2 separate regions of the Sus scrofa genome follow, and region 2 is linked to region 1. A link is a contact called in public HiChIP or PLAC-seq data. All regions are on one chromosome and are shown on one strand. The core of a region is the stretch at or near the end of the contact, and the rest is flanking DNA. Distances in the headings are between cores, read along the strand shown. Region 1 holds the start of FAM107B (protein FAM107B). Region 2 overlaps FAM107B (protein FAM107B).

Evidence for each region. HiChIP or PLAC-seq counts read pairs in DNA pulled down with a chosen protein or histone mark.
Region 2: an H3K27ac HiChIP or PLAC-seq map of alveolar macrophages shows a contact between it and region 1. The contact joins the enhancer-like site here to the promoter of FAM107B in region 1. A contact is called at or near these places in 2 of 5 promoter capture datasets (fetal liver and liver), 4 of 47 Hi-C or Micro-C datasets (brain, embryonic fibroblasts, fetal liver and 1 more) and 1 of 2 datasets of contacts at active chromatin or transcription factors (alveolar macrophages).

The regions. Positions count from the first base shown.
Region 1 is chr10:47,135,877-47,142,160 of Sscrofa11.1, forward strand. It overlaps FAM107B (protein FAM107B), which reads left to right and starts at 4,900. Exons shown (of 4, transcript XM_021064842.1): 1 at 4,900-5,110.
Region 2 is chr10:47,192,924-47,199,128 of Sscrofa11.1, forward strand. The region is part of intron 1 of FAM107B (protein FAM107B); the gene reads left to right. Among named protein-coding and RNA genes, the nearest start is that of FAM107B, 55 kb to the left of the region's middle. Within about 2 kb of position 3,013, at least 15 of the 83 cell types and tissues checked have an H3K27ac peak or open chromatin away from gene starts, as enhancers often do. A contact at or near this core is called in alveolar macrophages and omental adipose tissue, where this site is marked.

The sequences.
Region 1 (6,284 bases), core at 3,650-6,149:
CAAAGAAAAAGGAAATCATTATCTTCATGGTTATAAGACACTGTATTAGCATGATGCAACAATGGTGCAAAGCAGTTAAGCAAAATAAAGAAGACACTATTACATTCATATTTTTGTGCTATTTAAGTGATAAAATTAGTGTGCCGTATTAACTTTCTTATTTTTTTCAGCAATCAGGTCATTGCAGTTTAAGGAAGACTTACTACCCCTTGAGCTGTGTGATAGCTAGGTTATTAACTATTGGAATTCCTTTCTAGGCCTGGCTTCCTCTGATTTACTTAAGTAGCTGATGGGCTTGTATGTGATACCTCCCCAGGCCCCAAGCTTCTGCCCACCCTCACATTCTGTAAATTTTATACTAAAGGACATCTGTCTGTCTGCCTGTCAGTCTATCTACTTGTATTCCAGATTGTATGGGCAGAATTCTGGGCCCTGGTGTACACATACCTTCTGCCAGGTACTCAATTATATACCCTTCTAGGTACTCCTGGGAGAGGATTTTGCAAATCTAAGGAAGGTCTCAAATCAGTTGGCCTTAAGATAAGAAGATGATCTAGGTGGGCCTGAGCTAACCTCATAAACACTTTAAATCTGCATCTAGAGGCAAAGACAGAGGAGGGTTGAAATGAAGAGGGGCAGAGATTAGAGGCACCAGAAGGATTTGATGTGTCCTCGCTCACTAGACACTGGAAAGGGCCACAGGTAAGTATATGAACAGCTTCTAGGAGCTGAGAGTTGCTCCCAGTTCAGCCAACAGGAAAATGGGAACCTCAGTCCTGCAACCACAGGGAACCAATTTCTGCCAACAGGATCTTGAACTCCAGACGAAACGAGTCACGAGTCCTGCCAAGATCTTGATTTCTGCTTTGGGGGATCTTGGGCAGAGGTTCCCTACTATTGAGTACTATTGACTTAGCTTTAGTTGTGCTTGACTGAAGCAATGATGAGCTAACATATATGGGCTAAATCTGTGATAATTAGTTATGCAACAACAGATGGTTAATACACTGCTCTAGAACCTGGTCAGTCTTAGCTTCTGTAGAGTCCTAAAGCCTTTGTCCTCCCCCACCCCCCACTTCTCGTTCATTCTTGGAACCAGAAACAAAAAAGCAGAAATCAAGGATGTACTTGAATCTCTCAAATCGGGACATGGGGCCAGTAGCAATTGATTGGATCTGTTGTGGGTTTAACGTTCAATTGCAAAGGGCTCTTGACTTTTTTATAACCAAAATGATTTCCCTTGAAATGACTGCAGTCACCTGTCACCGCTACCCTCCAGGTGTAGTTCCTTAACTCTGATGCAGGGGAAGGTTATTTCCAAAGAGGGCTATGACAGCTTCTCCAGTCGTATGTAGTATCCTCGTACCCAGGTCTAGGTGAGTAATGTGACAACTGCTTCTACTGTCAAGGGGTGGAGACCCTGAACTTTGGATTTGGATTTGGCTTAGCTCTGTGATTTTTTTTGGGGGGGGGGGGCTGTACCTGTGGCATATGGAAGTTCCCAAGCTAGGGGTCAAATCAGAGCTGCAGCTGCTGACCTACACCACAGCCACAGCAATGCCAGATCCCAGCTGCCTCTTCAACATACATTGCAGCTTGTGGAAATGCTGGATCCTTAACCCACTGAGTGAGGCCAGGGATCAAACCTTTATCCTCATGGATATTAGTCAGGTTTGTTACTGCTGAGCCACAATGGGAACACCCCAAAGTAAATATTTGATCCCACTGTTTTTGGTTTAAAAAGAAATACTGCTTCCTGGAATTCCCATTGTGGCTCAGGGGATTAAGGACACAATGTTGTCTCTGTGAGGCTGTGGGTTCGATCCCTGGCCTTGCTCAGTGGGTTGAGGATCCAGTGTTGCCATGAGCTGTGGTGCAGGTTGCAGATGTGGCCCAGATCCAGTGTTGCTGTAGCTGTGGTATAGGCCACAGCTGCAGCTCTGATTCCACCCCTGGCCCAGGAATTTCCATGTAAGTGCAGCTGTAAAAAAATAAAAAAAGAAATAATGGTTCCTATCCAAAAATGAGGCCAAAACTGAGAGCCCATGGGCATTAATACCCGGTCTATGGAGTAAGCTGCACGCTTCTGTTTTTCTTCAGGGCAGGGCAAGGCTGTGTGGTCACTTATCACACCGAGACACTCTGTGCACTGCACTGGCATCATAGACATTTGTCCAGGCTGCTTTGGGGTGACATTACAGGCTCACTGGTGGGTCAGTGCTTTTCCAGGGATAGTCTAGAATCTAATGCATACCTCTCGTGTTAGTCTGCTGGAGCTGCTGTAACAGTGGCTTAAACAGCAGATGTTTATTTTCTCACAGTTCTGGGGGCTGGAAGTCCAAGATCAAGGTGTCAGCAGAGTTGGTTTCGGGTGAGGCCTATTCCCGGCTTGCAGATGAAACTGCTTTCTCGCTGTGTCTGCTGTGTCCTCGCATGGCCCCTGTGTGTATGCAGAGAAAGAGCACTCTTTGCTGTCTCTTCCTCTTCTTATAAGGTCGCCAGTCCTATTGGATTAGGGCCCCACCATCACGAACTCATTTAACCTTAATCACCTCCCGAGGGCCCTATCTCCAAATACAGCCACATTGGGGGTTGGGGCATCAACAGATGAATTTGGGGAAGACACAGTTTCGTCCCTAATATTTCCTATATGCCAGACACTAGGTTAAACAGGAGGATGGAAAGATGTATATATATCAAGTATAAACTCTGCTCAAGGAGGGCATATATTTATGATCCAGGGCATGCATTACAAGGCCATGCCAGGTATGGGAGGGGCAGAAAAGGTCAATTCCATGTGAACAGGTCAGGAAGTCTTCTCAGAAGAACTTGGGTCTCAGAGAGGAGAGGAGCTCTTGGGAGTTTGGGGGAGGCAGGTGTGTTAGGCAGAGGGGAGTTGTGTGTTAAAGCCTAACTGATGACAGATTCCTTCATCTAGTCTTCATATTCAAAAAAACAGGGCCAGTTAGCAAATACAGCACTCTGGCTGAGTGGAGCCAAGTGTGTTTGTTTGGGGGATGTAGCAAGAGCACAGGGAAGTTGTCAAGGCGGTATCAGGAAGCATGCTGCTCAATGGGGTACTGTAGGAAGGAGCTTGAACTTGTGTACTGGAGTTTCCTCTGTGGTGCAGTGGGATTAGTGAAAATCCTGGGATATGGATTCCATCCCAGGACTGGCACAGTGGGTAAAGGATCCCCCGTTGCCACAAGTGCAGCTTAGTTTGCAAATGGCTTGGATTTGATTCCTGGCCCAGGAACTCCATGTGGCCAACCACCTCACCCCCAAACTTGCGTGCTGCTCTATGGGGTACTGTAGGAGTGAGCTTGAACTTGCATGCCGGTCTATGGGGTACTGTAGGAAGGAGCTTGAACTTGGTCATGTAGTAGGACTTGGACTTGGGCACGCATTAAAGGGTTTTAAGAACAGATTTGCATTTGGGAAATTCACGGGGGAAGCAGTTTGGAGGAAAAGCATTTGTGAGATTGAAGGCTAGGAACAGTTGGGAGGCTACTGCTAGAGTGCAGTGGTAGACCCTAAAGGGCAACTGTGGCAGAGCTGGGGGGATGGGGGTGTGGGGCAGGGGTGGGGGTGGCTATGGAGGCATCACCTAGTATGTGCAGGACTTGAAATTGACTCTCATGTGGAGAGTGGGGAGAAAATCTAGGTTGGATCCCAGGTTCTGGTTTTGGTAGCTGGTGGACCCATTGTCAAGAATAGAAACAACACAACTCAGAATGGGAGAGAAGTAAGACTTGTGGGAAACTTGTGGATAAAGTTCATACAGGTGCGTTTCTTGGGCTGGGAGGGAACTCCTCTTTCTAAATCCTGTGGCAGGTGACCCCACTCCTCAGTGGGCTTCAGGCCTGGGGATGACCAGGGTCTTAAAGTGCTGTGGCCTGAAAGCATCTTTGGACTAAGTCATTTGTTTGCTGAAATTCATAATTGATAGGACTTTTCTGTGTGATCATGACCCAAGCTGTTTCAGTCAGAAAAGCTTCCCCATAAATCAGCCCTTATTCATCTGTTGCCAAGAAAATTAAAAAGCTTTTGATCTAAAAATCCATTACCTGCTGTCTTTACTGTTTGTGACTTTGAAACAGATATCTCTCATTTTTGTACCTGCTGTGATTCGGGTAGATTGTAATCTAAGAATCTTAGGGTTGGGCAGAGAAGCCATTTGCTGTAAGAGCGCTGAGAAAAACGAATATCAGAGGGGGAAAAAAAAGAGGTAAAACAAACCCTTTTCTCCTTTTGCACAAGTTTAAATCTCCAATTACCCTTTGATGAGCGGGGGAGGGGGAAGAATCTGAGCAAATTCCTCTGTCACTGGGTTTCAGGCTATGGTTTGACAGTAAATGTGAACCATTTCAACAAATTTGATGCGTCTCCTCCTCATTCCCTTTGAGTTTGCTTCGGTCACGTCTTGGCAGAATTTAAATGGGGACAGCCTCTCTGAATGTTACAGGCGCGGAGTGGAGGTGGAGACCAGACACCCACCAGCCAAACGCTCCCGCGAACTCGTGTGTGTGTGTGTGTGTGTGTGTGAGAGAGAGAGAGAGAGAGAGAGAGAGAGAGAGACAGAGACAGACAGAGAGAGAGATCTTTAATCGTGGGTCCCGCAAACGCGTGCCTGCCGCCTTTAATTTCCCATTTCGCTCTCACTCATCCGGTGACACTCAGCTGTTGTTGTTGTTGTTGTTTTTTTCCCTTCCAATATTCCCTCTCCTGGGAGAGTTTCCGAAGCCAACCAGCCTAAAACCAGATAAGGAAAACCTCCCGGAACCTAATCCGCGAGACTCTCCCAGCACAGTCCCCCCGAGGCCCGGGTCCCGAGCACCGAGCTTCAGCCAGCGCGGCGGGGCGTGTCCGGGGCGTGTCCGAGGGCGTGTCATCAGCAGACTCGCCCCACCCTCTCCCCGCCCCGTCGCTTAATTCGGACGCGCGGGGCCGCCGGGTGTGAAAGAGCCGCCCTGCGCCGGACTGGCAGTCGCCGACGCCGTTTGAGCCGCCGCCCGCGCCGCCTCCGTCCGCCTATAGCCGCCGGGCGCCTCCGTGGACGCCCGGAGCGAGCGCCGGGAAGGGCGCCGCGCGCCTTTGTGCGCGCGCAGAGGTGGGTTTGCCTCCCGCACTTACTTTGCACACAAAGACTAGGAGCTCGGGGGAGGCGGGGTGCCCGCCGGGGCCACTGCGCGGCCGCCCGCCCTGCCTCGACTCCCGACCTGAGGGTCTCCGGGGCAGGAAGGGTCGCCGGGCTGCCCCTCCCGGCCTGCCCTGGGGCGGGAGGGTCCCTGTACGCGCGCGAGGACTGCACGCCGGGCGGTGGGCGTGCGAGGAGCCCGGGGCCACCCAGCGCCGTACCGGGGGCGGACGCGGGGCGCGGGCCCGGGGCGTGGCGGGGGGTCACGCGCAGTGGTTCTGGGAGCCCCGGGGTGCGGGGTAGCCGGGGGACGCCGCGAGGGAGGCGAGCCCCGGCGGCCACACTGCTCGGCTTATTGTTGCTTTCTCGGCCCTGAAAATGGAGAGACCCTGCCTGGAGCGGGGATGCGCTGCCCACCCGGTGCGCCGCACACGGCCAGATGCCGAGCCCTGGGCGCTGGGTTCGCCCCTCGCTGCCCGGGCGCAGCCGAGCCTCCGCCTGGGCAAACAAAGGAGGGGCTGCGGGGGGCCGGTTTGCCCCGCTGGTTTAAAGGTGACCCGGGCACTGTTTCCAAACAGTCTGCAAGTAACTTTTCCGTATTTGCTTCCTCTCCGCTTTTGCTCCTCCAGTGAACCCACTAAGTTGGGTGGACTCTGCACCCAAGTCCTAAAATTTTGATTCTCCTAACTTCTCTCCAAACATCTTCAGGTTCCTCACGGACGACGCGGATGCGTCGGGCCAGGTTTTGACAGGCTGTGTAGGGGATGGTAGCAGTCCCTCTGAAATGTGAAAAGGAATCCCGTTGAGGATAAATTACAGATCTTAGTCTCTGCAGCAAATCAAGATACCATACCCTCTCAGTGACCATAAAGCAAAGTTATTTGATTAAAGTGGGTGTGATATTAAAATAAATACAGAAAACGGGGGTGAGGCCTGTTAGACTTGCTAACAGGTTCTTGGTTTCTCCTCCGGACTCGTTCCCCCTCCAGCACTTTGGAGATTTTAGCTGTCCAAGTTGCCTTAAGTTGAAATAGTATCTGGAATTCCTGTCTAGAGATTTCTTAGTGCTGGTAGTTTCCAGTTTAAAACTTTTAAGTATAAAATTATATATGTTTATTAAAAATTTCCAAAGAAATATAGGAGGAAA
Region 2 (6,205 bases), core at 1,763-4,262, 55 kb after region 1:
AAAGAAAGAAACAGCGAAAAGTAATGACAATGTATCTATCTAGCACAAAGCTAGTATTGCTTCTGGAAACTTTCACTGCAGCTGATTTCAGTATGCAGGTATTGTTGGGTCCCTGTGCATAAAGAGGATTACAGACAGAAAAATTCGAAAGCCATTGATCCAAGGTATTTCAGGAAGTTTATCAGCTTTAGAGCCAGTAAATGTGCAGAGAATAACAGTGCTTTAAATGAGTCCTTGACATTGGCTTTTGTAAATGGCTAACAGAATGAAATTTAGGAACACAGAGTGGCAACACAGAATTTTTTTTTTTTTTCCCCAGAGCTAATATCTGTTTTATAAGTGGAAAATAAGGTTTGTGACTTGAGCCCTGAAGCTTCATGGAGGAAATTATGAAAATAAAGTTGATAGGGCCCTTCTTAGTTTCACACATACTGTTGTGTTTTAGATTTTGTTCTAGAGACTAAAGTTAAAAATCTAAAATTGGACTCCTAAATACTTGGACACTTACTCAGTTTGACATTTGTAAGATTATAAACTACAGGAAGGAGGTTTTGTTCTTTGAATTGCCTTGAAAACTTTTGAAGAGAATTATCTCATTGTTCATGGCCCTTTGACTACATTTTACTTTTGAATACTAATTTTAAATAAGTAAAACTATCCTGTCTTAATTAAGCTTTTCAGATTTTTTTTTTTTTTTTAAGGCATAAGGGAAGTAGTTAGCTATCATGATAAATCTGCAGTTTCTTGTTAGAGAATTATTTTCTAACTGTTCTTCCGGAAGCAATTAATGATTTCCTTTATAACCAGCTGTGAGGAGAGGACAACTTTTCATTGTGAATGTGTTGACATGTCCTTTGTCCTTGGCCTTTTCATTTAATTAAATTAACCAGTAGCTCCTCTTGTGTGTGGAGTTGAAAACAGACAGTGTTCTCAACTTTTGGACAAGAGCTGTGAGAGAAGTCAGAAGCTGATGATGGGAAGTTTCTGGATGCCGAGTTCTTGAGTAATGAATCCTATTGCAGCAAAAGAAGTGAAACCATTTCAAACTTAGGTAACTTGAGCAAGCAAGAGCAGCAGCGTTCTCCATTTCGGATGGAACTGGGGTCGGGCAGGGCATTCGCTGTTACCAGCCCATCCTGTTCTTTTACTTAATCCGTATTGCTACTGTTGATGTGTCAAGACTTGGGGAAAACATAGAACAAATAGTATTTTTGGTTAGCAACAGGGTTTGCTGGAGATGCCAGAGTGAGTAGCCTGATGGAGGTACTGAGGGCAAAAGGCCTAATTCCTGTTGGCTGGAGACCTGGGTGCTGTCAACACAGTGATAAGTGGTTTGAGTTCTACATACGTGGATGGCTGGAGGAACCAGCGATGGTTAAGGCTTTCTTTTAAGAAAGGAAGAATTTCCTTGAGGATCTAGGCTACCAAGTAAACATGAGAGTACTGCAGGCATCATAAATTGTGCTTAAAACACATAAGCATCCTTAAAACCTCTTGTTTGAATGAGGAGGAAAACTTTTATTTCGCTTCTGTAGGATCTGGATTATGGAGGATGTATCTCTTCATCACTCAAGTGATTCTCTCAGGCTTCTGTGGGAATATGTAAATTTTTGAAACCTTGATTATTTTCCAATTAACAGTGAGCTCCCTCCCATTTCAGTGATGATGAAAGCTCCGATGCTTTTCAGGCCTTGTGGCACCTGACACCTGCTGGTTGAAAAGCAGGTACCTTGTTTCTAGGTTTTTTGTTTTTTCTCTGTTCCTTGTTTGCCACATAGGTTGCTGTCATTTTCCCCCGATTCTTATTTCGAGTTTTCCTCCACCTGTGACTGTACCTGGAGAAACTCAGGGCTCTTTTTTGTTTTCCTGGGACTGCAAGACAGCCTGTGGGAAAAGTGAAGGCTTGGTGTCTTAGATTGACAAGCCTCTGGAGGGAACTGAATGCATGTGTGGGGTTCAAGCAGAAAAAGGGAAGAGTCAGTTTAGTTGACTCCCCAACGCAGAGCCCACACCTCCTACAAATGTGTATACGTTTGAACTTTTGCCAAAAATCCCCTTAGTTTACAAAGGGAGCTTTTTGTGTACAAGGGAAAGCTCAAGGCTGAAAGGGTTTCCATTAAAAAGTCCCTGGTCTTTGTTGCTTGTGTTGCTTTCGTTCCTGATGCTGTGAGCACTGAATATGTTTCAGAAATTAGCATTGCTCTAGTTTCCCTTTCAGCTCTGAAGCCTAGGTGGGGAGCAGTTGGCCTCACCCCGAGGAGCCCCAGGAGCCCCTTGGAGGGAGGTTGGCGTGCCTTTGAGGACAGTTGAATTGAGGATGTGTCCTAGCGGCTCGGGCTGCTATATCAAACTATCATAGACTTGGGTGGGTTAAACAACAGAGGTTCATTTCTCACGGTTCCCTTATTGGAAGTCTGAGATGAGGGTGCTGGCTGAGTGGATTCCTGGGGAAGAGGCTCTTCTTGGCTTAGGGACAGCAGCCTTCTTACTGTGTCCTTGTGTGGTGGCGGGGGTGGGGAGCGCCAGCTCTGCTGTTTCTTCCTTCTAAAGGACACTAATCCCATCCTGGGGGCCCCACCCTCATGACCTGGTCTAATCCTAGCCATTTCACAAAGGGCCCACCCACCTCCACGTACTGTCACATTGGGGGATGGGGCTTCAACCTACAGAGTTTGGGAGGACACATTCCACCCACAACAGTCTGTGTGTGGCAGAGTGACGATCTCCCTAACAGCCACTGGCCCACCCCGATGCTGCGTCCACCCTTTCCCAGAATCCTTTGTTGGTCTGGTGATAACATGACACAGCTCTGCCCAATGAGGTGTGGGAAGGGGGCTTCTGGGCGTGGCCTCCCTTCCTGGTAAAGAGACCTGGGTGGGCAGGGGCGGGGACGGGAGATGCTTTCCTCGTCTGCCTTTCCTCTTGGAGGTGCTGGGGCTGCTGAGGCCGAGCATTGAGAAAGCCTGCTGATCCCTAACGCAGCCTTGCACAGCCTGACACCACCCTCGTGTGAGAGGTGACAGTGAGCCCTCGTGGTTGCAGCTGCTTTTAGGCACGGGTTTCCTGGGGCCAGAGCGTCCTCCCTGATGGAGTCACAGGGCAGAACATTCACCTTTGGTAGCAGGAAGGAGGAGCAATCAGAGGAAGACCTTATGCCTGAGACCAGCCAGGCTTCCCACCTTCAAAGTGTACATGTCACACGCTGGGTGGCGGGCCTGTCCTCTCCACCAGCCCAAGTCCTGTGCGACAAGGGAGCACATCTCCCTTCTCCCTAGCACTTTAGGGTCTAACCCAAGGCTCGCACGTAGGAAGGACACTCTTCATTAAGGGATGGACACTCCTGGTTCTGGTCGGTCTGACAATAGTTGGCTTCATAATGCTGTCTTGATTCTAGTGTTCTCCTTACTGGCTGTTTGTTGTTCAGGGAAAGTCCCCAGAGTCTCCAGAAGAGGGATAAGTGGGAATAACAGACTTGAATTCGGGGGACTTGGGCCGTGCCAGTAGCTGCTCTCTGGGGTTTAGTTAGAGCCAGACAATCCCCAGACACCAGGATGGGCACGTGTCCCAATCCTCATGACAGTTTCTCACTGTGGAAGCAGAAGCCAAGTAAGAGTCAACTCATGTTCTTGTAATTATGAAACATGTTCACCATTCAGAAAAACACCATCGTGTCTGTCACGAAGACCTCTTTCAGAGTTGAAAATGACGTTTTCCAGACAAATTCTGACTGTGCCCTATTTCAGGAGTGAAATAGTTAAGTGAGTGAGAGTCAGAGCACCTTTTTTTTTTTCATAGAAATAACCCAATTTGGCCCATAGTATGGCTGAGATATAGCACATGTGAGATGAAAAGTTGTAAAATGTAGGATATCTGGCTGTCATTTTACCAGTAGGGGAAGCAGACCCAGGGAAGTTATGAGTCAGGATTTAGGTTTGGGGACCTTTTCTTTCCTTTTGTTTTTTTTTTGCTTTTTAGGGCTGTATCCATGGCATACAGAAGTTCCCAGGCTAGGGGTCTAATCGGAGCTACAGCTGCCAGCCTACACCACAGCCACAGCAATGCAGGGTCCAAGCTGTATATTCGACCTATACCACAACTCACAGCAACCCTGGATCCTTAATCCACTGAGCGAGGCCAGGGATCAAACCTATATCCTCATGGATGCTAGTCAGGTTCATTTTCCCTGAGCCGCAGTGGGAACTCCTGGGGACCTTTTTTTTTGAGGTTCTTTTTTCTCTACCTCATCTTGCTAGTGACTTATTAAGACAAAAGAGCCTTGAATCTCATTAGTCAGCAGCCACCAGGGAGGGATGTATAATTGTAGAGATTTGGTTCATTGAGCTTCTGCAGGAGGGCCAGTGGAACCTGGAAGAACATTGGGATTCTCTTGGAAAAGCAGAGTTGGGTTTGCACTTGAAGGTGGGGTGAGAGAGATGGGGCCAGACCTGGGGTGGATGTGATCAAGAAGCGGGCACAACCCAGTGATCGGGTATCTTAATTTTTATTAAGGGAGGTGGAACTTCAAGTGGGGTTAGAGTGTCACTTGGTGAAGAATCAGCAGTCACAGGTTAGTGAGAAAAAGGGAACGTCCGTTCATTTTTGTGAGGCACGGGCAGGCTCAGAGTCTGGATCCAGTGCTGAGCTTTTCTGTCCTGATGGCATAGTGGGGTCGGTTGTCAGGAAGACCTGTCTCTACTTCTCTACTGTGAGCAGGACTGGTTTTCACTTTTCCAATAGTTTCTTTGATTTAATCCTGAATACTCATGCTTGAGGAGGTCTTAATAGGAAAACAGTGAGATGGTAAAGGGAGAGTTTTTAGAGCATGGCTGAAGTCGCTGTGAGCAGTCACTGCTTTTTTGTTTTTTTTGTTTTTTTGAGGTTTTTTTTTTTTGCCATTTCTTGGGCTGCTCCCGCGGCATATGGAGGTTCCCAGGCTAGGGGTTAAATTGGAGCTGTAGCCACCGGCCTACGCCACAGCCATAGCAACGCAGGATCCGAGCCGCATCTGTGACCTACACCACAGCTCACGGCAATGCCGGATCCTTAACCCACTGAGCAAGGCCAGGAATCAAACCTGCAACCTCATGGTTCCTAGTCGGATTTGTTAACCACTGCGCCACGATGGGAACATCAGTCACTGGTTTTTAACATTGTAGTTGCTGGAGTTCCGGTCGTGGCGCAGTGGTTAATGAATCCGACTAGGAACCATGAGGTTGCGGGTTCAGTCCCTGCCCTTGCTCAGTGGGTTGACAATCCGGCATTGCCGTGAGCTGTGGTAGGTTGCAGATGCGGCTCGGATCCTGCATTGCTGTGGCTCTGGCGTGGGCCAGTGGCTGCAGCTCTGATTAGACCCCTAGCCTGGGAACCTCCATACGCTGCAGGAGCTGCCCAAGAAATGGCAAAAAGACAAAAAAAAAAAATTGTAGTTGTTCAAGGTTAGTATCTCAGGTTTAAAGAAAAAGACGGGGAGTTCCCGCTGTGGTGCAATGGGATCTGTGGCATCTTGGGAGCGCTGGGATGCAGGTTCCATCCCTGGCTGACTCAGTGGGTTGGGGGTCCAGCATTGCTGTAGCTGCAGCTAGGTTGCAACTTCTGTTCAGATCTGATTCCTGGCTTGGGAACTCCATATGCCACAGAGCAGCCAAGAAAGAAAAAAAAAAAAAAAGCAAATGAGTAGCCTTCTCTATGCCCTAAGAGGCATTTTTTTTTTAATCATCACAGTGACTTTGTACTTTTCTGGAATTTGGCAGGCTGTAGAAGCAGATGGAAGCTGGATGCTGTTATTGAAGGATACTTATAATTTAAGCACATTATCGTCTTCAACGATGCCATCTAGTCATTGATCAAGGGTAATGCTAACAGCGGCGTTAGTGCCAGTGCCAAAAACACCCCCCCAAAAGAGTAGGAAATGTAGAACATGAATTTAGGAATTCGATATAGTTCGGTATAAGAGTCAGAAGTGAGAGAGACAGGAAGGCCTCGAGGAGTGAGGGCCGGAGGCAGACCCTGGTGTTAGAGCAGGTTCGCCCACTTTCTCCGTGAATTCAGCCGTCTCATCTTCCTGGGCCTCAATCGCCTCCTCTCTGATGCTGAGGAATTTGAGCAAATGGTCTCTGTGTGCTTAAGTGTCTCTGATTAAGTCCTCCTGAAGATAGTCGTCTTTTCTGAAAATATTTATTTGGTTTCCCAGTTGGACCGGGTCATG